Linked DNA regions of Sus scrofa: all the other regions are linked to region 4. The links are chromatin contacts, called in public HiChIP or PLAC-seq maps. All regions are on one chromosome and are shown on one strand. The core of a region is the stretch at or near the end of the contact, and the rest is flanking DNA. Distances in the headings are between cores, read along the strand shown. Region 1 holds the start of LOC100154423. Region 2 holds the start of BUB3 (mitotic checkpoint protein BUB3). Region 3 holds the start of ACADSB (short/branched chain specific acyl-CoA dehydrogenase, mitochondrial). Region 4 holds the start of OAT (ornithine aminotransferase).

Region 1 (3,099 bases), core at 571-3,070, 1.3 Mb before region 4:
CCTATTCTGCATTGGATTAAGGGACGATTACAACAAACTCTTCATAAGAAATCAGAGAAAAACATGTACAATGGGTTACATGTGTCTGTGCTGGGCCGTCTTGGGCTCAGGCACTATTTGTTATGGGCTTCCCACAGGAACATGGTCCTGGTTTCAGACGAACAGAGAAATTCATTTGGGGAAAACAGAACCTTGTGAGTTAAGGAAAAGGGGCAAGAAAGACTTAGCAGAACTTCATTCGGGTAAAACGCTTCCACTAACTAACCAGGACCTTCCACCAATTTCTTTCTTTCCCTTAGCTCTCAACTTCCACGTTGACAAAAACGACTAGGCTGATTTACATTGTCTTTAAGATCCCGCCCATGCCTGCCGGTGTGTTTTTCTCTTCTCTTCCCTAGTGTCTGGCACCAATGTCACAAAATCAATACACATCACAAAAGCTCCAGAAAGCCAAAACACCACTTCCGAAGAACACAGGGACGTGCACACGTCACACACCTGTTATCCAGAACGTTACAAACACTCTTGCCCCTGCTGGTGCCACAGTACTCCTCTCCCAAGTACACTTCCATATTTCGTGCTGAACTTAAGACGCCAACAGAAACCATTTCTTCACCTCCACGAGGGTCACATCTCACGTGAAGGAAGCAGGGGTTTTCACCCTGGCGGTGCAAGCTCCTTTTCAAAATCACCAGATCCTGGCTGAAAACAAAATGAGGACAGCAGACTTTTACCGTCAAGTTCCCTGAACAATGCTCTCAACCCACGGAGTGGGCCACAGGGCTTACTGTCTCCAGTTCCCTTTACAGGTGCATTTGCAGCCCACGGGACAAGCGCTCAGTGCAGAATGCGTAAGGAAATGATGCCTTAGCCGCCAGGGCGCTCCACTCTCCCTGCCTCTTGATCTCTCCCTTCTAAGCGACTCTCTGTAACCGCCTGTCCAGCGGCGGAAATGTATTTACGGGGCATCCACCACCGTGAGTGAAGCAACAATTTGGAAGAGGGAGGGGGAGGCACAGAATGGGACAATGGACAGAAGGATGCCATTTTCAAAACGAAGCTGGCGGAGGTGTTCCTCAGTTGGTTTTTGTTTTGTTTTCTTGCTATCGTGGTCGCCAGGAGGTGTCGGTGCGTTTCGGGAGAGAGAGGCGGTTCCGATTCTGACAAGGGGCCTCAGGAGAGGACCTGGCCGCCACCAGGGGATGTGTGCCAAACGCCCACTGGCCTGGTCACCCGCCCCGTCCTCCCGCCGCGCCGGCCCTGCCCCCTCGCCCTCGCGCCGCCCAGACCCGTCACCAGCTCGGCTCCCAGACCCCGGCCCAGACCCTCTGCCCTCCCGGCTCCCCAGCCAGGAGCGTGGCTGTCACGCAGCACAGCCCCCGCCCCCGCCCGCGCGGCGCACCCCGTGGCAGGCGGCGCCAGCAGCTGCTCCCAGTCGGCGTCCCGGGCGCCGAGACCCGCCCGGGCGAGACGGAGGCTCTGGGCCAGGGCTCCGCAGGCGGCATCCCAGGAAGCCGCCAACGTCGGGCGGCGGGTCAGCGGCGCGTCCACGGCCCCGGTCTCCATTCGGCCGCCTCCAGCCCCGAGCAGCCCCGGAACCTCCCTTCCAGTGCCCGAGTTTCCGCTTGACAGAGGGCCGGTGAAGGAGCCACTTCCGACTGGTCTGGCTCCAAACCTGCGAGCCGCGGCTTCCCGCCGGGTCGGGAGACCAGCTCCTGGAGACACGCATGCGCGTACCGCCGGCTTCGGCCGCCGGCTTCAAAGGCTGCGCGAGGACCGGCTCAAGGCGGGAGCATGCGCATTGACGGCACCTCCGCCGGTACTGTGCGCAGGCGCGATGTGGCGCGCGGGAGCGGGGAGGTTTTTCGCCGTTGACCCCTGAGAAATAGGTGTTGTGGGTGTCGGTTGCTGGGCTGACCGACAGAGTTGGTCCCACGAGGGGAGTCCGTCGTGGGATAGGTGTGGAGTCGTCGCCCTCGCGACCCGAGGGACCTGCTCCACACCTCGTTGTCTCAGGAGTGGACAGGGTGCCTCCCGAGGCAGGCGGTGGAGTGAGGGGCGTGGGGGCGGGCGGCCGGGAGGTGGAGTCGCCTTTTCTGGTCACCCGCTCCGCGCTCGGGTTCTTTGCCGGGTGTCACGCGGGTGCCAGCCCGGGGACTTCAGCAGGAGGAGGTGTGCAAGGTGTCCCGGAGCGGCCGTGGGGCGGTGGCGGGCAGTGTGTGGGGAAGCTTTGGGGCGCAGCGAGCTCACCTGCTCAGCTGGCCCGGGCCGTGCTCGTGCCCCGTCTCAGGACGGCGCGGCCCGGGCGATGGAAGGTGGAGGAAGACCGAGCTGGAAGGGGGTCGCCCCGCCCGTCTGCACCACAAGCTCGGGGAAGAGCGGCCTCGGGTCTGCGGTGAAGGAGAATCCGACTGGACTTGAGGGACCTTTAAGCTTTGGGGGGAAAAGTGGGTCAGATGGAACTTTCTAGATGCTCTGTCGGATAAGAAGGCAGATGGTTCCTCCCCATCACCACTCATCCTTTTCCTGCAGATGCCTATGCTGATGAATTTTCCATCTTTGGAAAGAAAAAAGGGAATTAGAAAAGTGGAATGTCAGTGTTCCAAAGGCCTTGATTGTAAAGGTCCTAATTTGCAAAGATTTTTTGACGGTGCAGACTCATTTTGGTTGTCTACATCAGTAGTTCTCTGCTTCCCAGGGTCATAATTTAACTTTCATTCCTGTTAACATCTTTGGTGGCATCTGAGACCCACCGGCTGTGGGAAGGCCAGGGATGGAACCCACATCCTCTCAGAGACTACATAGCCTTCTTAACCGCTGAACCACATGGGAACTCCCCAAACCTTGGTTTTCTTCAAGAAAACCTGTTCTGTGTTTCTTCATCTCTGCTTCTGTTTGCAAAGCCCTGGCTTTCATCTGAACAATTCCAGGCGTTTCTTTACTGTAATTAGCCTCCCTTCTCAGTCACTTCCATTACATCTTCTGCACTACCCACTGTTCCTTCTGGTGCTTCTTGCTCTTAACTGAGTTTAGCCTTTTGAACTCTTACTCTTACTCTCTTCTCTGCCCTCCCAGCTCCCAGCTTTGCATATGCTTTAA
Region 2 (3,257 bases), core at 720-3,219, 1.1 Mb before region 4:
AAAGAGACGATTTTTTTAACGGTATTGGATAGTTATATGCTTCTTGGTCTTAATTCTTTTGTAGGAAGTGGTTTCCTCTAGGCAGTTAATGGCAGAGTGACTTTTGCCTTTTTTTAGAGATGACCCATTTCCAATTTGTCATATGGTGGATATTTCACTTAAAAAAATAATCCAGAAATTAACAGTCGAAGGTTGAACCAACAGTGTGATTAGTTTCTAGGAATTTCTCGTTCTTATAGGTAACTAAGTACACACACACACACACACACACACACACACACACACACACACACACGGCTTTGCATTTGGATTTAAAATGATGTTTAAGACTCCATTGTGGCCAGATTTCCTATCTCAGGACTATCAATTCATTTGAATAATCAGCAAAATCATCAGCCTCCTTTCAGGGTCTAAACTGGATTTAAAAGATTGACGTTTCTTAAAACTCAAATCGAGTCCGGCTGCAACTGCATGCCCAGAGGGACCTGAATCATACACACACTGGATAATGAAATACACTTAGATTTTATTAGCGGATAATTCATGCTCAGAATCTCGAAACACTAGTAGAATTAAATAAACAACTGGGAGAGGGAACCAAATAAAATTATTTGGAGATAAAATTATTTAACCAAAATTAGAGTGGAGGCAAGGCACTGCACTTTAAAATTCTTAACCTAGCCATTAAGTTGTTGAAAGAGAACCAAGCATGAGGACTGGTGAGGAGGGAGGGCAAAGATCTGTCCTTTTGGCTGGAATATCATCAATACACTGGGCAGAAGGGTGGTTGTTGTGTGTTGACCGTGTCAAGACTCATAAAGAGAAGTGCACCTGAGTCTGTGTATTTGAATGGTTTAAGGACCAACAACACTTTTTTCTCTACCAAGGTACCTTAGAAAGTAAACACCTTAAGCTCAACAATTTCCTCCCACTTCATACGAAATCACATAGTAAAATAGTGAAAAAGACCTTATAGCATGGATTAAATTGAAAAATTTCAGTGAGCCTTTGATATTCAAGAGTAAGTCGCAGCTTCTAGTTATAAATTAAGTATTGCATTTCTTTCAGGGAGGCCAAATTATTTCTTAATACAGAAGCAACCTTCTTGATTCTTCTCTTTCTGGAAGATTCTAGAAACAGAAAATAGAGCAAACCTAACCTGGAAGTTTAGGGAGTTGTTGGGGTGGGGGGTGGATGGGGAGAAGCTTGTAGCTATCATTTCAGGACCCTACTTGAACATATGTCTAAAAGAAGCTTTTGCGCTTTAATACATTGTGAGTGTTTGTTCCCCAGTCTGTTCAACCTCCTGGACAGAGTTCCTTGAACAAACAATGGTCTGATTAATGCACATTTCCAATCTCTCACCAGGCCTGGCACACACTGGGTGCTCAATTAATGTTTGCAGAAAGATGGAATGAAGAGACAAAGAAGAGTATAAATAAGGATGAGTTTCTCTGAAGTCAGCAGATCTTACGACAGTGGTAAATGTGAGACCCTGGTTCATAGGTGGAAATTCCAGGAGAAAAAAGTAGGGAAAATACGCAATTGATTAGAGCAAATATTTCCCCATTCCAATTTTTGGTTCACTTCATGGGCATATATGTACGTCCAGTGGAAGGGAGACTAATTTAGCTCTATAAAAGTACTGACCAAAACGGGGTTATTGCGCGTGAGAAATTAACTGAGGTGGAGAGGGCGCCAAGAGTCAAACTAGAAAAAGCATCTTTCCCGCTTGCTATTCAGGAGACTACTAGGGCGTGGGCCCCCGAGGAGACTACATTTCCCAGCGTGCACATAAGGACAGGAGAGGGCGTGAGCGCTGCCTTGGCGCGATGCTCTTTGGGAATTGTAGTTTTCACTTGTCCAGGACCGGCGTGGCTGTTTCAGCCTAGTGGTGAAACGAGATCACGTGATCGGAAAGTCCGTGGTTCGCCTTTGAGCCGGAAGAGGTTGACTGGGTTGACCTACTCCCGCCTTCCGGCGGACCTATCGGCGGCCTAGAGTGAGGCGTTGGCGTTTGAAATCAGCCAATGGCAGGCATAGGCTGGAGCAGCTACTCCGCCTCCTTCGCCCGGCCCGCGAGTGCGGCGAGGGAAGCTCGGCGGCGGCGGCGGTGGCGCGCGGTGTCGAGCGGCGGCGAAGTTGCTTCTGAAGGGAGCCCAAGGTAGCGGGAAATGGTAGCCGGGCGCAGAAGTGAACTCCCCGGAAACTCCTGGGGCCTAGGGCTGGCGGAGCCGTCCTCTGGGAACCGGTTTCGCTTGTATAGCTCTTCCTTTATTGTAGGAGCATTCGGGGCGGCAGGCCTTGTTGGAGAGGCGGGCGTGCGGGAGCCCGCGGCGGGGAGGGGCGCGGCGGGCCAGACCGAAGGCTAGAGTTTGGGGTGCAGTGGCGTGAGCTTAAGAGGGGCGCGTTAGAGGGGCGGCAGTGGGTGGCGGTGAGGCCCGACCCTGGCTGGCGGGCCGGCCGAGCGCAGGCGCAGAGGCGGTGTCGCCGGCCTTCCCCAGGTCCCGCCCCCTGCTCCCCCCGCCCCCGCGACCGGGCCTTCAGCCAGTGCGGCCCCCCGGCCCCGAATTCTTGGGGACTCTCACTGAGCGCTTTTTCCGTAGATGACCGGTTCTAACGAGTTCAAGCTGAACCAGCCACCCGAGGACGGCATCTCCTCGGTGAAATTCAGCCCCAACACCTCCCAGTTCCTGTTGGTTTCTTCCTGGGACACATCCGTGCGCCTCTATGATGTGCCGGCCAACTCCATGCGGCTCAAGTACCAGCACACGGGCGCCGTCCTGGACTGCGCCTTCTACGTAGGTGTCTCCGCTCCTGCCCCCTTTTTATGTTATGAGATTCCTTTGTTAATAGCGTCCCTTTTCCAGTGTTGAGCAGGGGCTTTTGTCGTTGGAGTTATTTGTACAGCTTCACTAACTCCACTCCCTCTGCCCGAACACACATCTGCCCCAGGTACTGTTTTTTTGGTTCTCTTTTCTTTCTTTTCTTTTTTTTTTTTTTTTTTTGGCGCTGGGGACGTGCAAATGTCGGAAACTCGTTCTCCCCTTTGCTTCTAATGGAGTACCTCTGCAAACTTTCTGGGCATAATGAATTTGAAACTCAAAAGAAGACAGTAAAATTTGGCTGACTTATTAAAGGGAAGGCTTTTTAGTAACTACTAGGAATGCTTGTTTATTCTCGGTCACTGCGGTGAACAGTTCTTTCTTAATTTGATGACATAGGGTGTAGAACACTTATTTGTTCTATTTTTTGAA
Region 3 (3,258 bases), core at 684-3,183, 1.3 Mb before region 4:
ACACACAAAGTGACTGCAGTTCAACAGATGTGCTTACTTTTATAGCTTAATAATTATGGCCACTGAAAGATTTACACTGCCGTAGAGTATATATCAATGGAGAAGTCTAACAAATGAGGCTTGGTTTGTAGAGAATAATATGGACCTTCAAAAAGCTCCTCTGACTACAGAACTGCCAAAAAAACATTCTTTGAAGGTAAAAAGAGAGGTTATGAGGCTCTGAAACATCAGAAAAACATAATATGCAAGTAAAATATAAATAAATACAAATTGGAAAAAACAAAAAAGAGGAGTTACACATCTAACCTTTCACCCCAAATCAGTTCCTCCTTTTTCGTGCCACTCCACCATTGATGAAATGTAGAGTAATCGAAATTTACTCTGGAGACACACCCAGGGACTCCAAAAGGCCATGGAGGGAATTTCAACTAAAATTGAAAAGCCATACAGAGGTCTGCAAAGAAAAACACACCACAAATCAAAACCTTCGTGACAAGAGATTAGCATCTACAGGTTTAATAAGCTAATGCAATAATTTGCGCTAATCTTACTATTACCAGAAAACTATGCTAACAGAGAACAAAGCAGCAGGCTCACTTCAGCAAAAGCTCCAAATAATCACCAAAGAGTAACATGCACTAGTGTGACTGGTATTTTTTTCCCCCTCACTGGTGGATTTCTTAAGATTTCATTTTGGGCAAAAATTTTAATGTCTTTCTAAATTCAAATCATTAATTTCATTTGTTCATGGTATACTTCTAAAAGGCCAGGCTTAGTATTGCTGAAAAGCTAGAACGGCATAAAAATAATATACTAGCCTAGCCCCAGAGGGGAACATTTGTGGTAAAGGGTTAAAAAAAAACAAATGAAAAACCACCACACGCACCCCATAACAGCACATCTGATTCCCATCTTTATTGTCCTCTCTATCTCAACCCAAAACATTTAGGGTTTCTTGGGAAACGCTGTGGACCCCTAGGGGCAAAAACTACCATACATCTTAGTTCGCTGTAACGAACTCCCCAGATTATATTAACCTGTAGCTGTGATGTACGCACGACAAAAATAAAAACTAAGTGGAATTTTAAAAACTGATAGTCCAGACGTTTAAAAAGTGGTTCTAAAGAAGCTGTGTTTTTTCCAAACTAAAGTTCTTCAGAGCTCACAATTTAAAGTGCCTTTATTTCCTCTCCCACTTGTCGCTCCTCTTCAGGTCTGAATAGCACACTAAGGGGACAGTAAATGGGCCACGTGGTTAGTGGCAGCTGGAACCGGTTTAACTTCAATTTAGATTCACACTTACTAGGTGCAGGGCTCGGCTACTCGCATTCCACACAGTTGATTAAGCCTTAAATTCTGCACGAATCTGAACAATGGTTTGCTGCAAAATCCTCCTCAAACCTTACATCTCCCCAAAATTAGAGTGCACAAGCAGTAGAAACTGATCTAGGCAGGACCGTTAGATAAAAAGACTGAGGCTTTAAAGGTCGTCCCAACGAGCGACAGCCCGGAACTGGCGTCGGGGCGGCATCCTCACCAAGATTCGGGAACACCTAGGACAGCCCTTGCCCCGGAACCTGGTAAAGACGCAAACCTCCGGGCGCCCCCTCACGACCACCTGTCAGAGCGAGAGGCAGCATCCTACCCCGGAGTCTCCAAGCCATTGCCCGACGGCAACGCCACCGCAGGCATTGCTCCTGCGGGGCTCCGGGGGCCAGACTCCGCATCCCACGCGTTCGGGCCAGGAGGGCCCTGGGTCGTGACCCTGCCGACCGACCGACCGACCACGCCCGACCCTCTGCCTGGGCTGAGTCCCGGGCGGAGGCAGCCCGCCCGTCGCGGACACCCGGCTCTCTCCTCCCGCCGCTCCTTCGTAGCACTCTGCTCAGCCGTGTCACTGCCGTCCGAGCCGGTAACCAGCTACTTACCACCTGACAGCCGCACCGAGTAACCCCCACCGCCTTGTTCAACGCCGCTGCTGTAGCCGTCGCCGCCACCGTCTTCGTCACCGCCTCCGCCGCCATGTTTGTTGTGTCTCCGGCCCCCTTCCCGCCCCGCTGCCTTTCCCAACTCTCGCGTGAGCAAGGTGTTGGGCGAAAGCAGAGAAGAGGCTGTGTGTCTCTTTTGGGGTTCCGTAGGTACAAGGGGGCGGGACAAGGGAGTGAGACCGAGGACCGTGGGGCGGGGACTAGTGGGCGGGGCTCTGGCACCTGTCCCCCGCACCCGAGGCGTCGGAGCGCAGAGCAGAAGCGCCTACTCAAGGCCTTGCGAAATTGTCCGAGGTACCAGTCCCGGTGCGCTGATGGAGGGATCCGCTGGTCGGCTGCTGCGCGGCAGCGCGCTGGTGAGTGCGCTCGCGGCGGGCTTCTTGGGGCTCCCGGACGACCTTGGCCTCGGCGGCGGGGTCTTGTCTTATGGGGTCTGAGGCGCCTGGTCTTCGTCCTGGACCCGTACTTCCGACCCTCGGTTGGGTTGATCTCAGACCCCCTCACCGACCCTGACCTCTCTTCAGGCCTCTGGCCGAACTGGCCTCAGTTTTCCGTAAGGAGAGCAGGAATCGACAGCTGAGGAAAAGGGGGCTGGTCGCTGGTCTAAAGCTTCTTGAATGGAGCAATCACCCTGCGTGGGGTCGGGAGAGCCAGAGCTGCAAGATATTCTTTTTTTTTTTTTTTTTTTTTTTTTTTTTTTTTTTTTTTTTAAGGGCCGAGCCCGCTGCATATGGAGGTTACCAGGCTAGAGGTCGAATCGGAGCTACAGCTGCTGGCCTGCACCACAAGCACAGTAATGCTAGATGCGAGCGGAGTCTGCGACCTATATAGTGCAGCTCACGGCAACGCTGGATCCTTAACCCAAGTGAGCGAGGTCAGGGATCGAATCCCCGTCCTCGTAAATACTAGTCGGGTTCGTTCCTGCTGAGCCACGTAGGAACTTTCGAGCTTCAAGGTATTCTTTGCAGGGCCTTGAGTCCTAGGAGTCACCGAGTTTCGACTCTTTGGAGGCATTTTGTGGAGATGTCACCTCTCCAATGCCACCTTTCCCCAAGATTACATTTCCTTGCTCACCCCCTCCCCGCCCAAAGATTGTTGCAATATAAGCACAGTCCCATTCCGCGCAGTGTTTGCCGCTTCTCTTTTCCGCGGCCCTGATCCAAAGTTAGAGACGGACCTCGGAGTGGGTCGGATTTACCCGCCAAAAAGAGTTTACGCTGCTCCTTACCTCTGGCTGGGACATGAGCATATTGCATGGATGGGCTCTTTA
Region 4 (2,943 bases), core at 306-2,805:
GACCTTCCGGAGCAGAGGCAGGTCAACTCCCTTGCTGAGCCTTTACCAAAGGGTCAGGAAAAGAAGAGAGAACTAAGAGCCGACTTGAGCCTTGCCTCTGGGAAGCCTGAAGGTGCCCCGGGGAGGACAAGCAGGGACACATTTACAGTAAAACCCAGCAAGCACTGGCGTGGTGTGCAAAAAGTGCTGCAGGCTGGAAACTGCAAGGAGACCAATGAAAGGTGGAAAGGCTTTTTCTTTCCACCAACTCCTTCGCATACCATCCGAAGGTTGTATAATAAAGACACACACACAGCTACACACACAGGTACACCTTCTCCCTGGGGCATTCAGCCAAGGCTGAACAGCGGAGTGACTCAAGAGTTGGCACCTAATCTTGGAGACTGAGGAACCACTCAGAAAATATTTATTTACGTGGGGGTGTGAGACTTTCAAAGATAAGAGCCCAGAGCCAGAGACCAAATCAGAGGCGCAGGCTGCCTGGGAGCCGTTGGGGGGGGGGGGGGGGCGCAGAGGGGCTGAGGACTGCTGTGCATATCAGCTCTGTCCTAGTGAAATTAAGAAAGGATTTGGCTCTACATAGGTAACAGGGATGAACCAAAGCGAAAAGAGATGAGGAAAGGAAAAGTGATTTCTTGGGGGAAGGGAAGGGCTGCTTAGAAAGGCAAAACCTGTTTTTTAGCCACAATTATCTAAAACTTCTATAGGTCCAAATCATCATACACAAAGGTGAAAGGTAAGAAGATGGGGAAAAAATGTTTTGTAATGTATAGCAAACAACCTTTGAGGAGCTTTTTAAGTGGAAGAGACCAGACACAAAATAAAACAGTATGTATGAGATGCAATGATGCAACTCTGAAAAGAAAACTGTCTACCCTGCTAAGACGGTGGTTCCTATAAAATTAACCCCCAAAAAACTGCACCACAAAAGCAACTGTTTAAAGGAGAAAAAGGCAACCAGGAACTAGAGAGTATCAAGTTATGACAAGCCAAGAAGTTTAGTAATAAATCTTAAATATCACTGAGCAAACTGGCATTCATTCGCTCACAATCTATTTATATATTTCAGAGTCAATTTCTCTCCTCTCACCAGCACCAGCCGGAAGACCAGCCCCCATCACAGTTCTTCACAAGGCTTTGTAACCAACTGTATCACTGAGAGTCCTGATAAGCCATGAAGTACATTCTGAGCTAAGGAAGAAGCCAAAAGTAACAAGAAAACGGGAAAATACACAGCAACCATGTGAGGGCAGGGGGTGGGGGGATATTTTTTAAAGATAAATTCAAGATTAGTGGAAAGTTGCCAAACATGAAACGTACTTAATATGTCTATAGCTATTTTTTTTTAAAGAGTAGTTAATTCATGTTTCAACAGAGCTCTGTCAATAAGTCAAGCCAGCACGCAGTCTGAACTGCCAGATTAGCAAAACCTATTACTTGGAACTTGGCTCGCTTCCCAATCAACTTGGCACTACCCAGTAAATCCAATATGTTCAGGCATTCGCTAAACAAAATCCAGCACTTGCCAAGACTCACCCAACTATCCTTTCTTCCCACAGTACAGATTAATTACAGATTTTTTCACTGGAGATCCAGCGACGTCTTCAGAGCGTTCAGTAACTCCTGAAATAAATTGCAGACGTATGTGCCTAAGTGCATTTTTCGAAGATCCCTAATTTCCACTAGATTTTATTTCAAAGAAGTGTATTAACCACAACAAAAAAAATTACATACGAATCATTACACTGGAGATAGCCGCTAGCAAAAATGCAAAAACTTCTGGTTATACTTGACAGAACTCACCCAAAATATTAAGTCTCAAACATTGATTTTAGGACTTCTCTTGTGGCGCAGCGTTATCACTGCTGTGGCACAGATTCAATCACTGGCCAGGGAACTTCCATGTGTTGTGGGCCCAGCCAAAAAAAAAAAAAAAAAGCAAACAAACAAATAAATAAATAAAACATTGATTGGTTTTTAACTTTATTTCTTGACTAGAGACGCAGTAAGCATTAATGCTCTGTTTGACCAACTTAAAAAAAAAAAAATTTACTTTTCGCCTTGATCAAATTAGCAGTAAAACACAGTGTCACTTAGATACCGTTTTTTTTTTGTTTGTTTGTTTGTTTTTGTTTTGTTTTGTCTTCTTGCCATTTCTTGGGCCGCTCCCGTGGCATATGGAGGTTCCCAGGCTAGGGGTGCAATCAGAGCTGTAGCCACCGGCCTATGCCACAGCCACAGCAATGCGGGATCCAAGCCACACCTGCGACCTACACCACAGCTCACGGCAAGGCCGGATCCTTAACCCAATGAGCAAGGGCAGGGATCGAACCCGCAACCTCATGGTTCCTAGTCAGATTTGTTAACCACTACACCACGACGGGACCTCCTAGATACTATTTAAACTGAAACACGGGGGAAAAACTGTAATTGCAATGTATACATGTAAGGATAACCTGACCCCCTTGCTGTACAGTGGGAAAATAAAAAAATTAATTAAAAAAAATAAATAAACTGAAATACTTTCTGAAAAAAATCTCTAACCACAATAAATAAAAGCCTTAAAAGTGTTTGTGCTCTTAGACAACTAATTTCACCTTTTTTTGGAGGAAACAGAAAAATTTTAATTGCCAGGCTACTTAGTGCTGTGCTCTCTGACTTCACTCTTAAGATTCTTTTTTTTTTTTTTTTTGGCCGCACCTGAGGCATAGGCAAGTTTCCAGGCAAGGGATAGAATCCCAGCTGCAGTTTCGACCTACACCGCAACTACAACACCGGATCCTTAACCTGCTGCGCCACAGTAGGAACTCCCGGTTTCAAGACTCTATTCGAAAGAAATAGGACGGTGGACATTCGTGAATAAAGCATGTTCAACAATGTGAGAATGGTTCAGCATAATCACATAATACATTCTCATTTAAAATAATTACAGTTCTTAATGAC

What was found. HiChIP or PLAC-seq counts read pairs in DNA pulled down with a chosen protein or histone mark.
Region 1: an H3K27ac HiChIP or PLAC-seq map of alveolar macrophages shows a contact between it and region 4, with 10 times the contacts expected there. The contact joins the promoter of LOC100154423 here to the promoter of OAT in region 4. A contact is called at or near these places in 1 of 5 promoter capture datasets (fetal liver) and 1 of 2 datasets of contacts at active chromatin or transcription factors (alveolar macrophages).
Region 2: an H3K27ac HiChIP or PLAC-seq map of alveolar macrophages shows a contact between it and region 4. The contact joins the promoter of BUB3 here to the promoter of OAT in region 4. A contact is called at or near these places in 1 of 5 promoter capture datasets (liver) and 1 of 2 datasets of contacts at active chromatin or transcription factors (alveolar macrophages).
Region 3: an H3K27ac HiChIP or PLAC-seq map of alveolar macrophages shows a contact between it and region 4. The contact joins the promoter of ACADSB here to the promoter of OAT in region 4. A contact is called at or near these places in 1 of 5 promoter capture datasets (liver) and 1 of 2 datasets of contacts at active chromatin or transcription factors (alveolar macrophages).

What each region holds. Positions count from the first base shown.
Region 1 is chr14:132,521,280-132,524,378 of Sscrofa11.1, forward strand. It overlaps LOC100154423, which reads right to left and starts at 1,821. Exons shown (of 6, transcript XM_021073585.1): 1 at 1,403-1,821; 2 at 499-702. The coding sequence starts at 1,566.
Region 2 is chr14:132,701,119-132,704,375 of Sscrofa11.1, forward strand. BUB3 (mitotic checkpoint protein BUB3) reads left to right here and starts at 1,970. Exons shown (of 8, transcript XM_005671519.3): 1 at 1,970-2,164; 2 at 2,607-2,801. The coding sequence starts at 2,607.
Region 3 is chr14:132,561,069-132,564,326 of Sscrofa11.1, forward strand. ACADSB (short/branched chain specific acyl-CoA dehydrogenase, mitochondrial) reads left to right here and starts at 1,934. Exons shown (of 11, transcript XM_001926297.4): 1 at 1,934-2,344. The coding sequence starts at 2,303. It overlaps IKZF5 (zinc finger protein Pegasus), which reads right to left and starts at 2,182. Exons shown (of 5, transcript XM_005671516.3): 1 at 1,929-2,182; 2 at 307-454.
Region 4 is chr14:133,823,224-133,826,166 of Sscrofa11.1, forward strand. OAT (ornithine aminotransferase) reads right to left here and starts at 1,556. Exons shown (of 10, transcript NM_001185141.1): 1 at 1,537-1,556.